Regions from separate parts of the Macaca mulatta genome. Here regions 1 and 2 are each linked to region 3. A link is a contact called in public Hi-C data. All regions are on one chromosome and are shown on one strand. The core of a region is the stretch at or near the end of the contact, and the rest is flanking DNA. Distances in the headings are between cores, read along the strand shown.

The links. A called contact is a pair of places that touch in the nucleus more often than the background predicts.
Region 1: a Hi-C map of fetal cortex germinal zone shows a contact between it and region 3, with 4 times the contacts expected there. The contact joins the promoter of REEP3 here to the promoter of LOC144331400 in region 3. A contact is called at or near these places in 4 of 14 Hi-C or Micro-C datasets (CD4 T cells, fetal cortex germinal zone, fetal cortical plate and 1 more).
Region 2: a Hi-C map of fetal cortex germinal zone shows a contact between it and region 3, with 2.7 times the contacts expected there. The contact joins the enhancer-like site here to the promoter of LOC144331400 in region 3. A contact is called at or near these places in 7 of 14 Hi-C or Micro-C datasets (blood, cortical neurons, fetal cortex germinal zone and 3 more).

Annotation. Positions count from the first base shown.
Region 1 is chr9:86,274,839-86,278,906 of T2T-MMU8v2.0, forward strand. It overlaps REEP3 (receptor accessory protein 3), which reads right to left and starts at 1,600. Exons shown (of 8, transcript NM_001261663.1): 1 at 1,464-1,600. The coding sequence starts at 1,495. It overlaps JMJD1C (jumonji domain containing 1C), which reads left to right and starts at 1,156. Exons shown (of 26, transcript XM_077946712.1): 1 at 1,156-1,303.
Region 2 is chr9:86,078,911-86,082,973 of T2T-MMU8v2.0, forward strand. No RefSeq gene overlaps it. Among named protein-coding and RNA genes, the nearest start is that of JMJD1C, 200 kb to the right of the region's middle. Within about 2 kb of position 1,386, at least 11 of the 40 cell types and tissues checked have an H3K27ac peak or open chromatin away from gene starts, as enhancers often do. A contact at or near this core is called in fetal cortex germinal zone, where this site is marked.
Region 3 is chr9:86,161,899-86,166,243 of T2T-MMU8v2.0, forward strand. It overlaps LOC144331400, which reads left to right and starts at 2,026. Exons shown (of 2, transcript XM_077947934.1): 1 at 2,026-3,748; 2 at 4,175-4,345. The coding sequence starts at 2,661. The coding sequence ends at 3,473.

The sequences.
Region 1 (4,068 bases), core at 350-2,849, 110 kb after region 3:
TTTTTTGTAAAGTACAGCTTCTTAATAGGGCACTTGATTTTCTAGGTGTGGACACAACAGTTGATAGACATCTACTAGGTCAAGAAAGGTATGCCTGGATTAGGTAAATGACAGACTCAAAAGAGAGGCCAGGAAAAGGCTAAAAAACAATCTGAAGGCATCTGCGGTATCCTTTTGTTTATATCTTGATTTTTAGTTTTGTACAGGGGAACACAGGAAGCTCTGAGGCTTTAAAACTAGAAACTTTGCAATTTAATCAAATGAAAAATTTTGAATGCTGTGCTGCAAATCGGATTAAATAGGACTAGTAATTCACTTCCAAACAAAATAAACACCAAACTCAGAAAATTTAGCTCCTTTTAACAACAACAACAAAAAATCTGGTAATGTTATTTTTCCGAAATTCTAAAGCTAATCAGAGAAGCCTGCCCCCTCACATAAACATTTTTTCATATACCTTTATGAAACCTTCTGAGATAACACTACTACAGAGATGAATAATGAATTCACAGACCCTAGCTGTAACTACGTCATTGTTTACTTGGTGACTTTTTTTTTTTTTTTAAATCGGGGAGAGGGGTAAAATGGGGAGGATGAGAGAAAATCAGTTTAAATTGTATTCAAATACATTTACACGATTAACACCACAACTCAAGGAATTTTTTTTTCTTACAGACCTGTAGCACTTGTTGGTAGGAGAACAATGAAATGAACCGATAGTTTGAACAAAGGCAACAGGCACCTACAGCCTTTCAATCACTTAGCAAATATTTCCGCCAAGACAGGGCCGAATTCGGGGATCTAGGCGAGCAGCCGGGTGTCACCTTTCTCGGTAAGCTGCAAATCTTGGGACAACTAGGACCCTTCCCAGGGATCCTGGACTGGGAGCGGTCTCGGGTTTTTAGACAAATCTCTCCTCCTACCACACGTGACCGAATGGCAATCAGCCGCCAAGAGAGACACCGCAACGCATCAGCCGCGGGATACAAAGGCTCGGCACTGCCACCGCATCCTCGGGAGGATCGCGGAGCCTCCCGCGCTCGGCGTCTGCGGAGCCTGCGCAGGGAGCAGCTGCGAGGCGCGCCGCTCCCGGGCCCGCAGGGCGGTGCCGCGCTGCGCGGGGAGCAGAAGCGGGGAGCGCGCGCCGCCTGCCCTGAGCGCCTGCCCACCCAGCGCCGCCGGAGCAGGGGCGCCGCGCCGCACGCAGCCGAGCAGCGCCACAGCTGCCGCCGCCGTCGCAGCCGCAGTCGCCGCAGCTAGGCCCTCGGCAGCCGCAGGGAGCCCCGCAGCGACGTGGACCAAGGTGAGGAGGCCGAGGGCTCCCCCGGCCCCACGGCAGGCCCCAGGCCGGGCCACCCCGTCCCCGCCCAGGCCCAGGCCTTCCCTTTCCTCTCGGCTCCTTCCCCTTCCCACAGCTCCCCTGGGCCTCGCGCCGGCTGCAGGGCGCCGTGAGCGGCACTTACACCACAGCTCTGGAGATCATCCAGGACACCATCTTCACGGGGGCTTGGGCCCCACGTCCGGGACGGGTGGGCGCAGAGCGCTGCGGACCAGGCCGCCAACGGCAGGCCGCGCGCTTCGCCGGCTCCTCGCGCTCCCCGGGGCCGCGCTGGCGCCCTCGGGAGCCGGGCCCGGTGTGTGCGCGCGGCGGCCTGGGCTGCGAGGCGGTCGGTCCCCCGCCCGTCCCCGCCCGTCCCAGCCCGCCCCCGCCCGCCGGCCTGGCCGCCGAGCCGGCCAGCCCCGCCCCTGCGCTCCGCTGATAGGCGGCGGCGGCGGCGCGTTGGCCCAGGCCAGGGCCGGGGCCAGGCGGCCGGGCTCCGGGGCTGGACCGGCAGGACCGTAGCCTGTGCTGGACGGCCTCGCGGCCGCGGCCTTGGCCCTTGCGCTCTAACCAACCTTACCCTCCTCCTTAGCTCTTTGGGACGCCCACCTCGCGGCAAGAGTGCGGCAGGAGGCTGAGGAAGGGTACTGGAGGGCAGGGATTGGCAGCGCCTGTGTGAAAAGTGAGATATTCGCAGGAACTCGGTGTCCAATAAAAGACTCTCGACCAGGCCCTGGTTTTGGAGAGCCAAGACTTTGAGGTGTGCCTGGCCACATCCGGTACCCTCAGTGTTTACGGAGGCCCAGCACCAAAGGCGTCCTTATAGTACCGCATTTTAAGGGAAATGTCGAGAGGTTCTTGCATAGGCCTCCTTGTGTGCCGCGAGTCTCGTGGTGCAAGGCAGGGAGGGACAGAGGAGGATTTCATGTTTGCGGTGGTGAGTGTAGTGATACCACTGTTCTGGGCCTCTTAGGGCACCTTTTCATTAGAGCATCTGCAAAGACTTTTACAGACACAAATCTCCATTATTTCCCTGAGGCCTGCCAGATGTTCAAAGTAAGGGCTGGGTCTAGGATTCCTGACCTGTCTTAAGATTTACAACTGTATTACAGCTATAAGATTTACAACTGTATTTTTTGGAGGTTGGGTTACTGCTTACCCTTGCTGTTCTTGCAAATATCATTTCAAGGGTAGACTTTTAAAACTTTTTTTTTTTTTTTGTGACAGTACCAAATTGAGAAAATGATCTTAAAGTTTAGATATTTTTCTTTTTTCCAATTAAGACGATAGTAAAAGATAATTCTAGTATTCAGATGGTGTGAAGAATAAAAGATGAAATGTAGGCTTGGAGCCTTTAATTAAAGTCCTAAAAAATATGATGGCTTTTGTGACCATACTATAATTTTGTCTTCTTGTTCCTCAGTTTCCCTGTGATAAAAAGGGGATAATAATACTGTAGTCTGTCTCTTGCCTTTCGGGGATGATGTGAGGCACTGCTAAATAATATGTTTAGGAAATAATGTGACTTGCGTGGAAGACAATCAAAGGACACAACAGATTATCCTAAATTTCTTTCAGTTCTCAGTCAATAAATTGGGTAATTTATTTAATAAATAAATTTATTTATTATTATTATAATAAATTTATTTATTGGGTAATTTATTTAATAAATAATAAATCATTATTTAAGAAACAAGCTCAGAACTTTCTACTGTTGGGTTAGGTTCTTTTTGCTTATTCATGTCAAGACTATTTTTATTTCAGGAAGTTTAGTAGTAATTTGCATTTACTCTGAATCTTTTATTTTTGGTCATTATTCAGCGTTGAGGATCAGGTGTGCTGCATAAGCACCAGCGTGTTGGCGAACTCTCTTGTTCAATAAAACTGAAATGAATTTGAATATCATTCATATCCCTTCACGAACAGGTCCTGAAATAGCTTTACAGCCTTTACTTTCACTACCTTCACCCCCAACTCCTAATGTACCCTTTCCCTACCTCTCTTCTCTGAACCAGTCTGTATTTTCATGCTCAGTGCTTTTGCCCAGATTTTGTTTTTCCCTTAACACTTTGCTCCCCATTCTGTACCTATCAGAACCCTCATTTTTCAGTGGCCTATGCCATGAAGACGTCCTTGTTTTTCCTCAGGGACAATTATTCCTAATTTTGTCTGTGCCCCCATAATTTATTACTTGAATTTCTATTTCTTATCTGTGTCATTCTGCCTCTACCATGTCTAATATACTGAATGGCAAAATGTTTGAGAACAGACGTGGTGTACTGGATTTCTTTGTGTTTTCCAACTATCTAGCCTAAGAGAGTAAATGCCCAATAAAAATTTGAATAATATTTGTGAAATACAGTCACTAAGCATCAGATTTAAAAAAAAAAATTCAGCCACGTACATTGGAAGTCCCTTTAAAATGTATGCCTTTCTTGCCTTTTTACTTTGGAGATCATCATTGTGAATATTAATTATTTCAGCTAATCCTAGCACATTAATGCCTTCAGGGGTTGCTGAGATAGGTAGGACTGCTGGCTGCTCTCTGAAATGTCCCTAGACTGCTGTGCGTTGAATTTTATTTTGTATGCTTATTATATCTTCTGCCTCTTACACATTTAGGTTACTTTTTGCTGCTTGCTTTCTATTTACCTGGAACAGTGCCTTTTTTCACATCTCAATAGGCCATGGGTTGGAAACCACCTACCATGTGCTGCACACATGTCATTGAGTCATTCTGACAACTT
Region 2 (4,063 bases), core at 136-2,635, 84 kb before region 3:
AGAAATTATAAATTATTTTTAATCAACAAAAGAACAGAATCATTAACTCCCAGGCCATGACTTGATTTGGAAGTTGATTAGGGATCAAGTTATCTTCCTGAAACCTACCCTCCAGTGTAAAATTTCTATATTGAAAAATATGATGAACAACCTTTTAAGGTTCTGCTTTTTATGTCTCTAGTACTTTGCTGCAGCTTACAACACACTTTTAAATACATAGGTTTTCTGAGTAATTCTGAGACAGAAAAGACCTTATCTTCTTAAGGCCCATGAAGACCTGGCATACTGATCTTCAAGTTGAATTCAGCCCACAGATCTATTTATCTATTTTGTGAAGCACACACAGTTTTTCTTAATTCATTGCCAATATTTAAAAGTTTAGCACTTTGACGCTATAAAAAAGAACTGGGCAAGGCATGGTGGCTCATGCCTGTAATGCCAGCACTCTGGGAGGCTGAGGTGCATGGATCACTTGAGGTCAGGATTTCGAGAACAGCCTGGCTAACGTGGTGAAACCCCATCTCTACTAAAAATACAAAAAAGTAGCCAGACATGGTGGCACATGTCTGTAATACTAGTTACTCGGGAGGCTGAGGCAGGAGAATAACTTGAACCCAGGAGGTGGAGGTTGCAGTGAGCCGAGATAGCACCAGTGCATTCCAGCCTGGGAGAAAGTGTGAGACTCCATCTCAAAAATAAGTAAATAAATAAAAATAAAAAACACCACACGAAGAACTGGCTGTCCCAGTGACCCACATTCCCAGTGGCAACAACTGACTTGAGTCAACTTGGGTAGAGGATGCCCCTTTTGGGGAAGACTGTTTCTCTTCAGTTTGCCACAATCCCCACCATTCTCTTATACCCCCTAAAACTGAGATACAAGGTCAGTTGTCACTTACCATGTTCTACTGGTCCTCCCTCTCTTATAATGTGACTGCTTGGCCCATGAGGTATATGGGAAAAGAGGCCAGGTCCTTCCAGTCACCCCAGGAATGGTGAGGATGCATTACTCATAGATGAGGCTTAGGGTATTTGCTGGAAAAGCATGCAGCTGAGTTTGGAGATAACTTGAAGGGTTAAATACGGAAAAGACTTTCAAAGATCATCTCATTCAAACTCTGAGGTCCCAGAGGCTGAGTGACTTGTATCACATCACACAGTGAATTTACAGAAAATCCCAGCTTAAAGCCCAGGTCTCTTAACTGCTGGCTCCTATCACTGTAATAACAGAAATAGGAAAAAGAAACAACTACAGAGAAAGGAAGGAGAGTGGGGACACAATCTCCCTTCCCCCTCTCCCAGGCTGTGGCAGGCAGCCAACTGGAGCTTTCTGCATATTTAATTTAAACCTTTGTCTGCCCTGGCAAGGACAAAGTACAATCTGTTTTATGTAAAAAGTCTTCCCTGAGGAAAGCCTCAGCCTCCAGCTGCGAAACTGATTGATGTTCTTCAAGTCCCCAGGAACCTCTGCTGGGATCCGAGGTTGTGGTTTCCAAAAAAAGAGTCTGTGAAAAGGGAAGCGCTGAAAACAACAACAAAAATTTTCCTTTATTGTGTTTTCTCTCAACCTGGGAGAATTAGACTAAAACAAGGAGGGGGGTGTTGGGACATGCAAATAAAGACTATATTTTAAAGCAGATTTCAGAGTCCCAGATGGGAGGGGTTTGGGATGGCAAGCTGCTGCCAGAGGGAGACTGGAGCCTTGTCTAGAAGCTTTATTTGCATAGCAAGCACTTTGCTTTTACTTAGATTGCCTGTTCCAATCAATAAAGCTACTAAAATGTTCTGAAGATGCTTTATCCACACTTGAGGAAAGACTGAAAGCATCAATATCCAATAGTGTCACTAGTGATGTTTTATTTGGAATGTTTGGGAAATGTTCTAATAGAGATTAAAATCCATCTTATTTTGAGGGTTTCCTGATACTATGTTTTGGAGAACCAGATTTGGGGTGGCATTTCTTGCAAAACCAAAGCCAGGTTTGAAATCCAGTCTCGGAGTCATCTCTGAATGTTTCTGGATTGGTTAGAGCCAGGGGATCTCCTGCCAGATTTCTGCTCCATCCTGTCTGACTTCTACTTTAACCTGAGGCCCTATGCACAGATAGCAACACTGATGTGCCCCCAGATGACCCAAAGAGGGCAAAACCACTACAAAAGTTCTGAGGATGATGGAAGTTTCACCCTGGAGGACTGGTCTCTCCCACTGATCCCTGGCCCTACCTGGGGCAGCCTGTGTATCAGGCTGGAAGGAGGCCATGGGTGACAGTGCAAGGTTCTGCCTTCATCTTCTGGCTCAGCAGCCAAACTTAAGCATGGAGTTAGAACAAAGCTATTGCCAGGTCAGGGCTAAGGAGCTCGAGCCTGTCTTGGGGTAGAACCAGGACCCAGAAACCATTGCCATGAGCCACCAGCTGGCTCTGATCCCAGGAACATGTGCAGCTGCTGCACAGGCCAGACTAGTCCTGCAGACTGTCACTGTGCCAGCCCCTCCATTAGGCCTCCCGGTCTCTGCTCTCATCAGGCTCACACCCAGTGCCCCATGTGTACTTTGGCATCTGCCTGCCTTTAGATGTCCTGGGATGACTGAATAAACCTTCAGAAAAGCCATGTGACCTGCTGATTCTTATCTTTCTGGACATCACACCTTTGTTCTAAAACTCCATAGAGGCCAAAGTGTATAGATTCAAATCTCTGAAGTTCCTTGGTATGATGAAAACGAAGGAATAAACAATTTCCCTTAACTCTGTGTGGTCTAATTTAAAGGCCTTTCATTAGTACTCACAGGAAAAACACGGGCACCATAGCAGCGGAAACAGAAATCCCTCCCCACATGCCCTGATGGCGGGGGAAAAACCCATGAATGGCCACATTCACAGCTGTTTCTAGAAGTGCTTCCTGGTATCGTGGGCATTAAAGCTTCAGTAATAAAGTTAATAGCAATACAATCATACTGGAAAAAGGTCAAAAGGAGGAAACCCTTTTTTTAAAATATTATGCTGTTCTTTTTACAAACTAGGTCATCTTCTGTACCAGTAGCATTCCTCAAGGCATTGGGTCCCACTGACCCTTTAAGAACTTACTCTAAAAAATCGGGCTGCTTCTTACCCCAATTTTGTTTCTTCCCAAATGTGTTAGGCCCTCTCCAACCTGGATACAAATTCCAGCATTTTGACAAGCTGTACCTAGTCCTCTATAGATTCTCTTATCACCAGGGAAAGGCCTATACAACTGCTCAGTAAGCCTTGGCCATAAGGCATGCTCCCTAATACAGAATAAAGGGCAGAATGCCACAGTGCGGCCAGCAGGCTCAGTCCCATGGAGAGCAGCCCAGTAGGGCTTAAGCTGTAAAGACAAGTAAGACAAGGTCTCTGTGCTCAGGAAACTGGTAATCTAGGGGAGGCCATGGATGTGTTGCTTAACAAGGTGATAAGTGCATGCTAGCAGTGTGAACCAAGTGCCATGGGAACTCCAAGGAAGCAATGATTAATTATGCAGGGTATGGGGATTAAAGATCTGGGAATGTTTCCCAGAGGGAGAAACAGTGGAGCTGAAACATAGAGGATAAGCAGGCTTTGATCATGACAAAATTTGGGGGGCAGAGTTCTCAGCAAGATACTTTCCAGGAAGATGCATGGTGCAAAAGTCTTCCAGACACTGAGAGGTTTTATTACATGAAATGCTTGGAGCATAGCAGGTCATCCAAGACAGTTGGAGTTTACAGTATAAGGTGGAGGGTGACACAAAAAGACTAACTAGTTGGGTTGAGCCAGATGGTGACTCTCGGAAAACGAACTCCTTGGATTTTATCCTGAAGGCAGTGGTGAAGTGGATGAAGGATTTTAAACAACCGGCTGGGTCAAGGGTTTAGTTTGGTGTATGACAAGCAAAGTTGTCTAAAAGTGACTCTGGGAGGTCACCTGGGGTGGCTTGGACAAGCCAACTGGAACAGGGGCTTCCCCCCCTTCTCCCAGTGGGATGGGCTGTCCTAAATTCAGCTTGCCACAGAACTGGCAGCTTCTTTCCCACCCTACACATATGAGCTACCACTCCCCACAGGCCTC
Region 3 (4,345 bases), core at 776-3,275:
CACGAGGTCAAGAGATCGAAACCATCCTGGCCAACATGGTGAAACCCTATCTCTACTAAAAATAAATTTTAAAAAATCTAGCTGGCATGGTGGCATGCACCTGTAGCCCCAGCTACTCAGGAGGCCAAGGCAGGAGAATCGCTTGAACCCCGGAGGCGGAGGTTGCAGTGAGCCGAGATTGTGCCACTGCACTCCAGTCTGGTGACAGGGCGTGACTCTGTCTCAAAACAAAAACAAACAAACAAAAAGAAATACGTTAGTACATACACCTGGTTATAATTCAGTACTGGTCTGAGTTCCTTAGCTTCTCTCATCACTCCACGATTTTTTTTTTCTCTTTCTTTTTTTTGGTTAAGAGACAGGGTCTCACTATGTTGCCCACTAATCTCAAACTCCTGGGCTCAAACGATCCTCTTGTGTCAGTCTCCCAAAGTCTGGGATTTCAGGTGTGAGCCACCACACTTGGCCATGATATTTTGTCAAGCCCAAAGCCTCTCAAAGTCCTTCCCTTCCTGGTCAGGGCTCTGGAATACACAGAAAATACCCCTTGGACACAGCTACCTTTGAAACCAAAGAGTTTGAGTGTAGGAAGGAAGAACCAGTCCAACCCTTCTTTAACTTTAAAGCAAAGGAAGCTGAGCCTGAAAAATTTAAAAGACTCCTATAGTTTCAGCAGCTCCCCTCTATACACAATAGCCCTGACCTTTTCAGAATTGCACTTTCTGTGCATCTAATATATTTTTGAGTTCCCAAATTTTCACTTAATACAGAGGTTGCCTTGATCAGATTCTTCTAAAATTCCAAAGGAAGAAGGGGCTCTGCAGAAAAAGAGATGTTTTCAGCATACATCTGTAATACCTTATCATCACCCTAGTGAAATATTCTGAAAGAACGAATCATCTTCTTTGGGAAGAGGTTATAATGGGAAACCCAGAAGTCAAATCCATGTTTTAAAAGGCTTTCACAGTATGATGAAAGACTATGTGTGCATCACTATCATTTCATCCAATTTCCTCTAGTTAGACTGAAAACTCTGCCAGGGGAAGGACTGGAGATGTGCCTAGAGTGTTGTGGGTTTTATTCATTCAACCAGTGTATTAAAACTCATACTCCTTTTAAAAAAGGATCTCTGGAGGCTACCTAGTTACCATTGCCCACACCTTTCATTTTGGTGGTAAACAGTCTACTCACATTGATAATGACAATTATGTCCTTCCTATGCATCAAACTTTGTGTTAAGCACTTGATTTGTACTATCATTAATCCTTAACCCTTACACCACCCCTATGCTACTCTAAAATGTACAGTTACATTTTAGAAATAATGAAGCTTGCCAGGCATGGTGGCTCACGCCTGTAATCCCAACACTTTGGGAGGCTGAGCTGGGAGGAATGCTTGAGGCTAGGAGTTTCAGGCGAGCCTGGGCAACACAGTGAGACTCCCTATCTCTAAAAAACAAAAATAAAAAATTAACCAGGTGTGGTGGCATGCGACTGTAACCCTAGCTCGTTGGAAGGCTGAGGCCAGAGGATAGTCTGAGCCCAGGAGTTTGAGACTGCAACGAGCTAGGATCGTGCCATTGTACTTTAGCCTGGGCAACACAGTGAGACCCTGTCTCTAAGCAGCACCAGGGGCATAAGAGATTGAGTAATTTGCCACGAGTCACAGAAGTAGGCAATGGAAGAGTTCATATTTGAAAACTAACCGCAGGCATTTAATACCCTATTTTCTTTTGATTCTCAGTGAAGCCTGGCAGTCTTTGGGAGAGGAAACCCCAAGGCTTGTTCACAGTTTCAGCTGGTGAATAAGGTGGGACCCATTCATGCACTTCGCCCCCAACGGGAGATTTGCCATAAATTGAAGACTCTGAATAGTCACTGGGTTTGGAAGAGAGTATGCGTCAACTGGGACCATCCAATGAAAAAGGACCAACATCATTTAACATAATTTTCTTGTTGGTTATGATTTTTTTCTCTAAGGATATTTTCCCCCCTCTGGTTTTCTAAATTGTCACAAAACATTTGCGCAACGACCTGGGGTGTTATGACACCCTTAAATGAAAATCTGAGGACAGCTTGGATGAAGGACAACTTTTAAGTAAGAACACAGTCCGCCCTCGCCTTGGTTAAACAAATCGAATGGAAACGATTTGTTCAAGATGGGAGCATCCAATAAACGCAAGCTCTTCGAAACAGCCCTGATTCCCTGGCAAACGCTGTTGCTTAGCGAAACGTCAAAACCCCTACGTGCAAACAAACGTCTGAGGGGCGCCCCCGCCCTGCGCAGGCTTCTCCAGGCAGCTCGGGCTTTGGAGAACGTCTGGAGGACATTGGTAGCTCCTCCCTCTCCGGTTAAAGACTTGGGTAGGGGATCGAGGATCTCCGAGTCGGGTCATCTGGGCTGACCCGCATCCCGACTCCCAGGACTATGCAGGGGAGCTGGGGGGCGAGTCGCTCCGCGCCAGGAAACGCCTGCGTCTCAGCGCAGGAACAGAGGCGAGAAGCAGAGGGGAGCCCTGCCCTCGTTCCAGACCTGGAGCAGTGCGCCCCTCCCCCGCCCCGGAAACATCCCCGCCGCCCCTCCCTCCACCACCACCTCCCGGGGACCTAGGTTATAAAATCCCACGCAGTGGGGCGGGCACGGTGACGGCGGTTGGGGGGATGGCGCAAGCCGCCACCGCCCACTGGCACGGCACCAGCGCCCTCCAGCACCCAACCGCCGCCTTCCTCTCCCCGGCGAGGCTCCAGGTTCCCTCCCGTCAGCCCAGCCCCCCAGCGCGGCTCCTGCCTCACTGCACCCACCCGCCCTGCACCACAACCTCCCAGCTCGGCCCTGGAGAGCGCCCCCCCGCATCTGGACTCCCGCTGTCCGAGGGAGGAGCCGCGCCGCGGCCGCCCCGCCCTTGGCGTTCTTTGATTCTCCCGGCCTCTGGGACATCTGGGTGCCGAGGGTTACGTGCATCAGATGTGGCTCCTGGGCCGCCAGATGTGCGCGTTCCCTGCCCGGGGCAGGCGGCCGGCGAGTCTGGGCGGACGCGTGGGAGGGGCTGGGAGTTTTCCCTCCTAGCTGACTTAAAAGCCAGCAGAACCTCAAGCCCCCTAGGCTCCCGGGGGGGAGCCTGGGCCTCCTGGCTCTCCGGGACTCACTGCCCAAAGGAAAAGTTTCCAGCCCAGTCTGTGCCTCGCCGCCGAGCAGCCCTTGGGGCTTCTCAAAGTGGTAGAGAAAATAGGGCAGTTCTACAGGATGCCCCAAAGAAAACCCTCATATGTCGACCAGCGGACCTTAGTGCTGGCGTGGGACTACAGCTGCGTAGCCAGCAAACCCCAGGTGGGGGAGGGGGAGAAGTGGCGGTAGAGTTCGCATCTGGGGCTTGCTCTAAAGCGCTCTTTGACCGCTTTTGGATTCCATATTTGAAGTTGAGAGTCGTATTCCACCTGGTACAGGCAGTTCAGGGCACGAGAAAAGCCAAGTGAACTCTGTGACTCAATCCCCTTGGAATGTGCCTGGAATAATAATAGGGACTTGAAAGGGTTTTATGGCCGAGGTGGCTAGTGGAGACCAGGCTCCTACGCCTTGCAGTTGGCGGACGGCCGAGGGGGGCAGTATTGCCTTATGCAGAGCTTCTGCGCCTGCAAACGGGACAAAAATAGTCGGAGCATCTGGTTTAAATCAACCAAAAAGCATTTCTATCAGCTTAATCCACCGGCCTGCAGAACCGACAGAACAGGACAAGCCAAATATATTCCCGGTACTCTTTTAACACTCCTATAATAGCTGAGCCCAATCACACTTTACCGCTGGGATTTCTGTGTCCTACCATACAACTGTCGTTATTTTATAGATGTTGCAAATTAAACTTCCTTTTCTGGGGTTGTGTGTGGGCATGTGCTTAAGCAGTTACATTTGCAAGCAACGCTCGACTACGCTGCCCTTTTCGTTTTCCTTTTTCTTTCTCTCTTTTGGTATGAGATCTTAGAATAGTAAAAAGTATCTGAGGCCAACATATGGGTTGCTTACACCACTAAATATATAGCTGCATTACCCTCCCTTAACGCCCTAATCAGAATTCCAAAGGCAAGTTGGAACAAAAGAAAAACGTGTCTGAGTGTAAAGGGAGAACTTGTGCCAAGAATTACAGTCGCAGGGTAAATAACCTTGTTTTCTCCTTCATCAGTGGCCGCTACCAAGCCCCGTTCTTGGAAAGTGGCCAACAGTCTGTCTGGTGGAGGGTGCTGCTAATTAGAGAGAACCCATAAACCTCTCTGTCAAAGAGGGCATGTGACCTTCCCTTCAAGTCTGAACAATAAAGCTGGCGAACTGCAGACTGCACTCAACACTGGCTGCC